Linked DNA regions of Mus musculus: region 2 is linked to region 1. Evidence: chromatin contacts called from public Micro-C data. All regions are on one chromosome and are shown on one strand. The core of a region is the stretch at or near the end of the contact, and the rest is flanking DNA. Distances in the headings are between cores, read along the strand shown.

Evidence for each region. Hi-C and Micro-C count contacts between places; a contact is called where the count stands out from the background.
Region 2: a contact with region 1 is called in a Micro-C map of trophoblast stem cells, with 3 times the contacts expected there. The contact joins two enhancer-like sites. A contact is called at or near these places in 12 of 39 promoter capture datasets (the 3T3-L1 cell line, 3T3-L1-derived adipocytes, cranial neural crest and 7 more), 15 of 484 Hi-C or Micro-C datasets (the AML12 cell line, the HL-1 cell line, MC3T3-E1-derived osteoblasts and 8 more), 8 of 115 datasets of contacts at active chromatin or transcription factors (cardiomyocytes, embryonic basal ganglia, embryonic forebrain and 5 more) and 3 of 9 other capture datasets (embryonic stem cells, liver and pancreatic islet).

What each region holds. Positions count from the first base shown.
Region 1 is chr7:112,401,569-112,405,017 of GRCm38.p6, reverse strand. All of the region lies in intron 7 of Micalcl (MICAL C-terminal like), which reads right to left. The region is part of intron 1 of Gm51494 (a long non-coding RNA gene); the gene reads left to right. Among named protein-coding and RNA genes, the nearest start is that of Gm51494, 11 kb to the left of the region's middle. Within about 2 kb of position 1,682, at least 2 of the 459 cell types and tissues checked have an H3K27ac peak or open chromatin away from gene starts, as enhancers often do. A contact at or near this core is called in trophoblast stem cells, where this site is marked.
Region 2 is chr7:112,654,548-112,657,996 of GRCm38.p6, reverse strand. No RefSeq gene overlaps it. Among named protein-coding and RNA genes, the nearest start is that of Gm40451, 19 kb to the left of the region's middle. Within about 2 kb of position 1,721, at least 44 of the 459 cell types and tissues checked have an H3K27ac peak or open chromatin away from gene starts, as enhancers often do. A contact at or near this core is called in trophoblast stem cells, where this site is marked.

The DNA of each region.
Region 1 (3,449 bases), core at 433-2,932:
AGATATGGGGAGATCTTGCTCTCTTAATTCCAATAGTGCACTGAAGGGTTTGTCCCACAGTTTCTGCTTATCGATTGTCCCCTATCACATTCTGCCCTCGTGGGGCCTACGAAGCTTAGGGAGCTTTACCTCTCGATGTGGGTATGTGGGGAAGGGCATGGACTTCTAGGTCAATCAGGCTTGTGATATTCTCCAAGTCACCTCTTCTCTCTCTGCCTTGGTCTTCCCCATGTTTTGAAATGAGGAGGCTGGCGGTGCTACCTCGAGTGTTGGTTAGGGCTGCTAAATGAGAAGGTGCGTGGGGAAGTGTCAGCACGATGCTCTGTACATAGTAACACTTCAGTAAACTGCCCCTTTGCTCCTCAGTCTGCCTCCCTGTGTCTAGGTGTACAGCTCCATCAGGGTTAGTTTCCATTCATCTGTAAAACTCAGCGAGGTGGTTAAAACAAAACAAAACATAAAACTTTGTCTTCTAACAACTTGAAACCACCAGCAGCACCACCTTAGCGGTACTTTTCCTTTTCCGGCTCATACAATGGAAATGGACCATCTACAAAGACGCGAATGCATGGTGCCTATCCAGGTTCCTTGCTTTCCTGTGTCTACCATTGTTTTCCAGTGGCTTCAGCTGTCACAGGCAAAGCCCTTCCTCCACAGAGCAGTGACTCCTGACCTGGAGGGCTGTGTGACCAGAAGGCAAGGTGGCTTCTGGCCATGACCAGGACAGCTCAGTTATTTAACTCTTCCTCTTCCTCTTACCCTCTGCTTGGATCTTCTGTCAAACGTCTTTGCTCCTGAATTCTTATCATGGATCTTTTTAGACACATTGGAAAGATTTCACTTGCCATAGTGAAATCAACACTCAGTGTCTGGGCAAGATGGTGCCCACCCCCAGCACTTGGGAGGTAGAAGCAAGAGAATTGTGGGTTCAAAGCCAGCCTGAGCCACATGTGATTTTTGTCTGAAAAAAAACAAAACAAAAACAAAAACCAAAAAACCAACCAACCAACCAACCAATCAACCAAAACAAACTAGAGCTTAACACAAACAAACTTGTTAATTGTCATTTATAGTGACCTAGTTTTCCCCAAGAGTGCTCTCAAAACTACAAAGCAAATTACGTCAGTCTCTACTGAGATCCAGTGACCCTCAGCATCAAATTCAAGTGACCAAGCCTGGTGTACCCTAGTCTTTGCTTACCTGGGCGTGACTGGCATACAGCGTCCAGCTGTTTGTTTTCTGAATGTAAAAATAGCAACAACAACAAAAATGTGTACAATCTGTTTGAAGCCATTCTGGTTTTGTGTATATTTTCCTCTTGAGGGACTGCCATGCCCCTAACTGCTTGCAGATTGGTGTGTGGTTTTACCAGGTCCACTCTTGTTCGCCATCTGGCTCAGAAGTCATTCTTTAGATGTGACTATTTTTTCGCCTCCTTAGAATCTGTGCTAATCTACTGTTCACTGCAATCTTGTTAACACGCTGGATATGCTTACTGGTGCTTGCTGGCATTCGAGTGGTTATGGCGGAACCCTCAATGCGCTGCGTGGGGCACCTTCCTCAGAGTGCCTGTGGTTTCAGGCCTGCCTTCTGTACTCTGGGTTTTGTCTATACATGGCAGGCAAGTGCTTTAGCAATTGTGCTCCAGGTCAACCCACGTCCTCTGACTTCTCATGAGCTCCAGGCTCAGTTCACAGCTGTCTCGATCGGCCTCAGGCCCCAGAGTTTAGAGTATAACTGTCCCCACAGCTCCTTGCATACTTTAAGGATGATCCACAGATGTTTGCTGTAGGGTTTCAGGACTAAGTCCTATTGCTGAAAGATTTTTTTTTTAAATCCCAAGTAGATGTTGAATTTTTTATTACATTTATTTATTTATTATTGTGTGCACACACTTGTGAGGGTCAGAGGACACCATGAGGGAGTCAGTTCTCTCCTTCCATCATGTGGGTCCTGGGGACAAAACTCATTGTCAGAACAAAACTTGGTGGCAAGTATCTTAAAGCCCCGAGACAGTGCCCTGGGCCATGGGTATTAAGGTTTTTCAGATAAACTTTGCTCATGAATTGAAAACATCATAAGGTTTCCTTTACTTCATTTTTAGCTTGGTGGTTCTAAAAGCCACGCTTGCTTATATTATTTTTTGAACAGTTGGATTCATGTTCACTGGATCCAATGATTTTACCGTTTGAAACCTCTGTCATATCTTTGTCTGTCCTGATCATTTCTCCTCTACTTATTTGTTTTATTTTAAACAACCAACTTAAGATTATCTCTAGTCTTTCAACACAGCCCTCAAAGAGGTCAGTGGTCAACCTTTTGACACTGTGACAGGATGTTGCCATTTACAAAGTTTACACCAGATAACTACACATGTGAGAGACCCAACAAACAAACAAACAAACACCCTCATAGCGTACGTTTATGATTTGTGCTGGGCTGCATTTCTAGCTGTCCTTGGGCTCCTGCAGTCCATGGGCCTTAAACCGGATACACCTGTGTCTTTAGGATAACCACTGAAGCTGTGACAGAGGGGACATGTAACACATGGCTACTGATATCTGTGAATGAGGCTGTCTTCTGTGCAGTGTGAGCATATGCATGTGTGTGTCTTTTCTAAGTGTGCAAAGCACAAGGTTTAAACATCTTATGCCTGGGCCTCTCCTGTGACTCTACAAGAGAATTGTGTGCAGCTCAGAACCCCACACTGAGCGGACTGTACAACCCACTCATTTACTGCTTGGTATAAAGGCTGCTGTGCTCTTTATCCTGGCTTCCTAGCTATGGCACTAGCTTTGCTATGTTATTGAAACCCACTGTGTCATACCCTGGGACCTGGGGCCTCTTGTGCCACCATGATGCTGCTCCTGCTGTTCGTGGTATAAAGAAGCACAAGTTCTGTTCATTGGAAGCATTGGACTTCAGCAATGCCTTCGATGGATTTGGGAAAAATCAGGCCAAAATATTTGCTTGCTTCAGTAATTTTGGATTTGAGCGACTCCTGGAAAGGCTCTGTAAGGGCCCAGTTCTTTTCTGACAATATTCTATTTGAATACAGGGTTAACATTACCTTTGGCTCCAACCCTATGGTCCACCTGTACTGGACAATTGCGGAGATCTCATTCCTCCCTTGAGCTGCTTCCTCAGAAATCGACCACACGGGACAGCTGGCAAGGAGTGTAACCTTGGACTCGATGCTTTTCCATTCAGAGACTAACAGAGATTATCTAAAGGGCATCTGCTCCCCAGACCCCATTCCCAAATGATGGCGAACTGTCAACAGGCAGTCCTCCACACCACAGGCTTTGTCTGCTTGTCGATCTGTTTCAGTCAGTTGCTATTGTGCTGGGAGTGACAATAAGAATCTACTCTGGGGACAGGAGGGTCGGCTCGGTAGGTAAGAGCACTTGCTGTTTGGTGACCGGCAACTCACAACTGCCTAGGACTTC
Region 2 (3,449 bases), core at 472-2,971, 250 kb before region 1:
TAAGTTTCTGGCTTGCCCAATTCTGAGAACTATCTGGCAGTATGTGTGGATTTCAAAGCAATTAAGACCTCGAGGCTTCATTAAGCAGAACTTGTAGCCTGACACTGCAAGCCTCCCTGCCCCAGGGACAATGGTGTTCAGTCCTGACTAATGCTTCCACATGCTCTCTCCCAGCTTGGGAGGCAAGATTGTGTGACGGCCATATTTGACTATTCCTATTCTTGGCACTGTGTGTGTGTGTGTGTGTGTGTGTGTGTGTGTGTGTGTGTGAGAGAGAGAGAGAGAGAGAGAGAGAGAGCAATGTGCACGCACATTCATGCAGACTTGCTCAAGTATATAATATATATACTATTGTCCCTCCAAAATTCTTAGTGGAATACTGATGAAAGGCCTAAGGAGGAGATGCCTCGGTATGTAAGGTACTGGCTGTGTAAGGATGAGACTTGAGTTCAGATCTCCAGAACCTGTGTAAAGGCCGGACACGGGTCATGATCATCTGTAATCCCAGTGCCTGTAGTGAGGCAGAGACAGAACCCCCAAAATCTTCAGGCAAGCTAGCCTGGTATGTACAGTAGAAAAACAAAAGAGATCCTGCCCCAAACAAGGTGAAAAGCAAGGACTGACAACCCAAGCTGTTCTCACATGCATACACAGACACAGACACACAGATATACACGAGAGAGAGAGAGAGAGAGAGAGAGAGAGAGAGAGAGAGAAAGTACTTTTAGCTACATTCACCTTCAAGGTGGGAAAAGCCAATCAATGAGAAAAATATAGTTAAAATGCATCAACAGCCCTGTGCTACAGTCTTTTAAAAAGATGGATTGATGTTTCTACATCCCATAATTTATACATTATTTTATTTTTTTGTGTTTGGGTGTTTTGCCTACCAGTATGTCTGTGCATTATGTAGAAGCCTGGTGTCCACAGAGGCCAGAAGAGGGTATTGAATCCCATGGAACTGGAGTTAGAGGTGGTTGTGGGCCACAAAATGAATACTGGGAGTCAAACCTGCGTCCTCTAGAATATTAGTCACCATTCTTAATGGCTGAGCCATCTCTCTAATGCCACACAACAACAATAAAAAACAACAACAATAGCAAGCAAACAAACAAAAAATTAACCAACCGAATTGCAGATGCAAAAAGAGCATGATTTGTTCTAGGTTTCTGCTAGGTGACCGTAACTATCCTTAGGGCAAAACAATGATGCTGACAATATAAAGTATGATCTGTAGTGTGTGTCTTCTTATTTCCCACCAACGCCTGGCGGGGCAGAGATGAGCTCTGCATTCCACGGATGAGGAAACAGGTTCAGAGATATGAAGACATGTTAAAAATACTCTTCAAAGGAAGTTGGACTCAGAGCCAAGTCTGTGCAACACCAAAGTCCTCCCATTACCCCATGCTCTAGCCTCCGGGGGATGACAAAGCTGTGCCAGGGAGCTCCACTGGTCCAGTCATCACTGTCAGCTGTAATGTCAATCAATGGATGCTAATAGGCTGAGCAGAAGAGAGAGTGAGGTGGATGTGGGAAGCACAGAGTTTGGAGGAGTGGGTGCACGTGGGGAGATACGTCGGTCTGGTAGAAGTTATAGGCAGATAAGGAACCTGAAGAATCTGTGTCAGCTCACTTGTTGATGACATGTCACATGCTTGTACAAGCCTCTTAGCTACCAGGGTACTGGGCTGTTTGGCTTCGTTTTCCGGGAGTGAGACTGATAAGCACATTCCATTGAGACCAGACGCAGCCAGGAGAGGCCAGACGCCAAACAGTGTACAGACCATGTGGGGAGAGTGGGGAGAAGCCTGCCGCTTTCTAAGGCTGCATGGGCTTTCTGTGAAAGGTCAGGGAAGGAAGAAATGAAGAGAATGTTCCGTGAAAATTGGCCTCAAGCTGAATCCATGTTTCTAAGAAGTTGCAAGTCCTGGCTACTAAGAAGGAGAGAGAGCCTGAACGTGTGCATGTATATGAAGTATGTGTTTTTGCATGAGCTCCTGTGTCTCCTGTGTGTGTTTGTGACACAAAGAAAATGATGGACAAGCTTTGGAACATGTGGTTGTTAACAAGTATTTACAATTTGTTCTCAATCTTTATCTTTGCTGATTTTTTTTTAATATGGCCTGAGGATATTTTTAAATGTTATATGTATGAGTATGTTGCCTTCATGTATGTGTGTATGTTTGTGTGTCTATGGTCTATGTGTGTGTATATGTATGTATGTGTGTATATATATATATATATATATATATACATACACACACACACACACACACACACATATATATATATATATATATATATATATATATATATATATATATATATATATGCGCCATGTGTGCGCAGTCTCTGTGGAGGCCAGAAGAGGGCGTCATATCTCCTAGAACTGTAGTTACAGACAGTTGTAAGCTGTAGTGTGGGTGCTGGGATCCGAATTCTGATCAACTGGAAGATCTTGCAGCAAGTTCTTAACCACTCAGCCATTGTTCTAGCCCCCTGACACTTTAAGAGTTATTTATTTATTTATTTATTTATTTACTTAATGAATATGAGTACGCTGTAGCTGTACAGAAGGTTGTGAGCCTTCATGTGGTTGTTGGGAATGGAATTTAGGACCTCTGCTTGCTCTGGTTGGCCATGCTCACTCAAGTCAACTCCACTAGCTCAGTCCCTGCTAGCTCTGGCCCAAAGATTTATTTATTATTATAAATAAGTACCTTATAGCTGTCTTCAGATGCACCAGAAGAGGGCCTCAGATCTCATTACAAATGGTTGTGAGCCACCATGTGATTGCTGGGAATTGAATTCAGGACCTTCAGAAGAGCAGTCAGTGCTCTTATCTGCTGAGCCATCTCTCTAGCCCCCGACTCATATTTTTAACACATAATTTGATAATTTGTTCATCAAATGATAATGTGAGTAGGTCCAGAGAAGAGGGAAGAGAGACCATATAGGAAAGTGGGAGAGGTCTTGGGATGCCACAAATCTCTTTCTGAATCCATATTCAGTGCTCCCCCCCATTAGTTCCATATAAGAACAAAGGGTGGCAATTATGGAACATTTTGTGCATTTACAGTGTGTGTGTGTGTGGTGCGTAATTTAGTGTGTTGTCTGGTTTTAGTTGTTATTGTTGCTCTTTTGTTTTAGTTTTTTGTAGTACTGGAGATTGAACCTAAGGTCTCACTCATGGTAGGCAAACAAGCTTCTACTGTGCTACAATCCCCAGGCAGGCCTCAAACCTGCAAGTCCTCTGTCTCAGCCTCCCAGGGAAATAGCTGGGAATACAGGCCTTTACCACCAAGCCCAGGTTCATTTCATCTTCAGAGTTGCTCCTCTATCTCATTTAGTCTGCTAGTGAGCACAAGGAACTGAAAATTTAGGTGCTGGAGGAACTTTCTGGAGATCTCCCCAAAATTGAGGGGCAGATTTGACCCCAGGCCCATCAT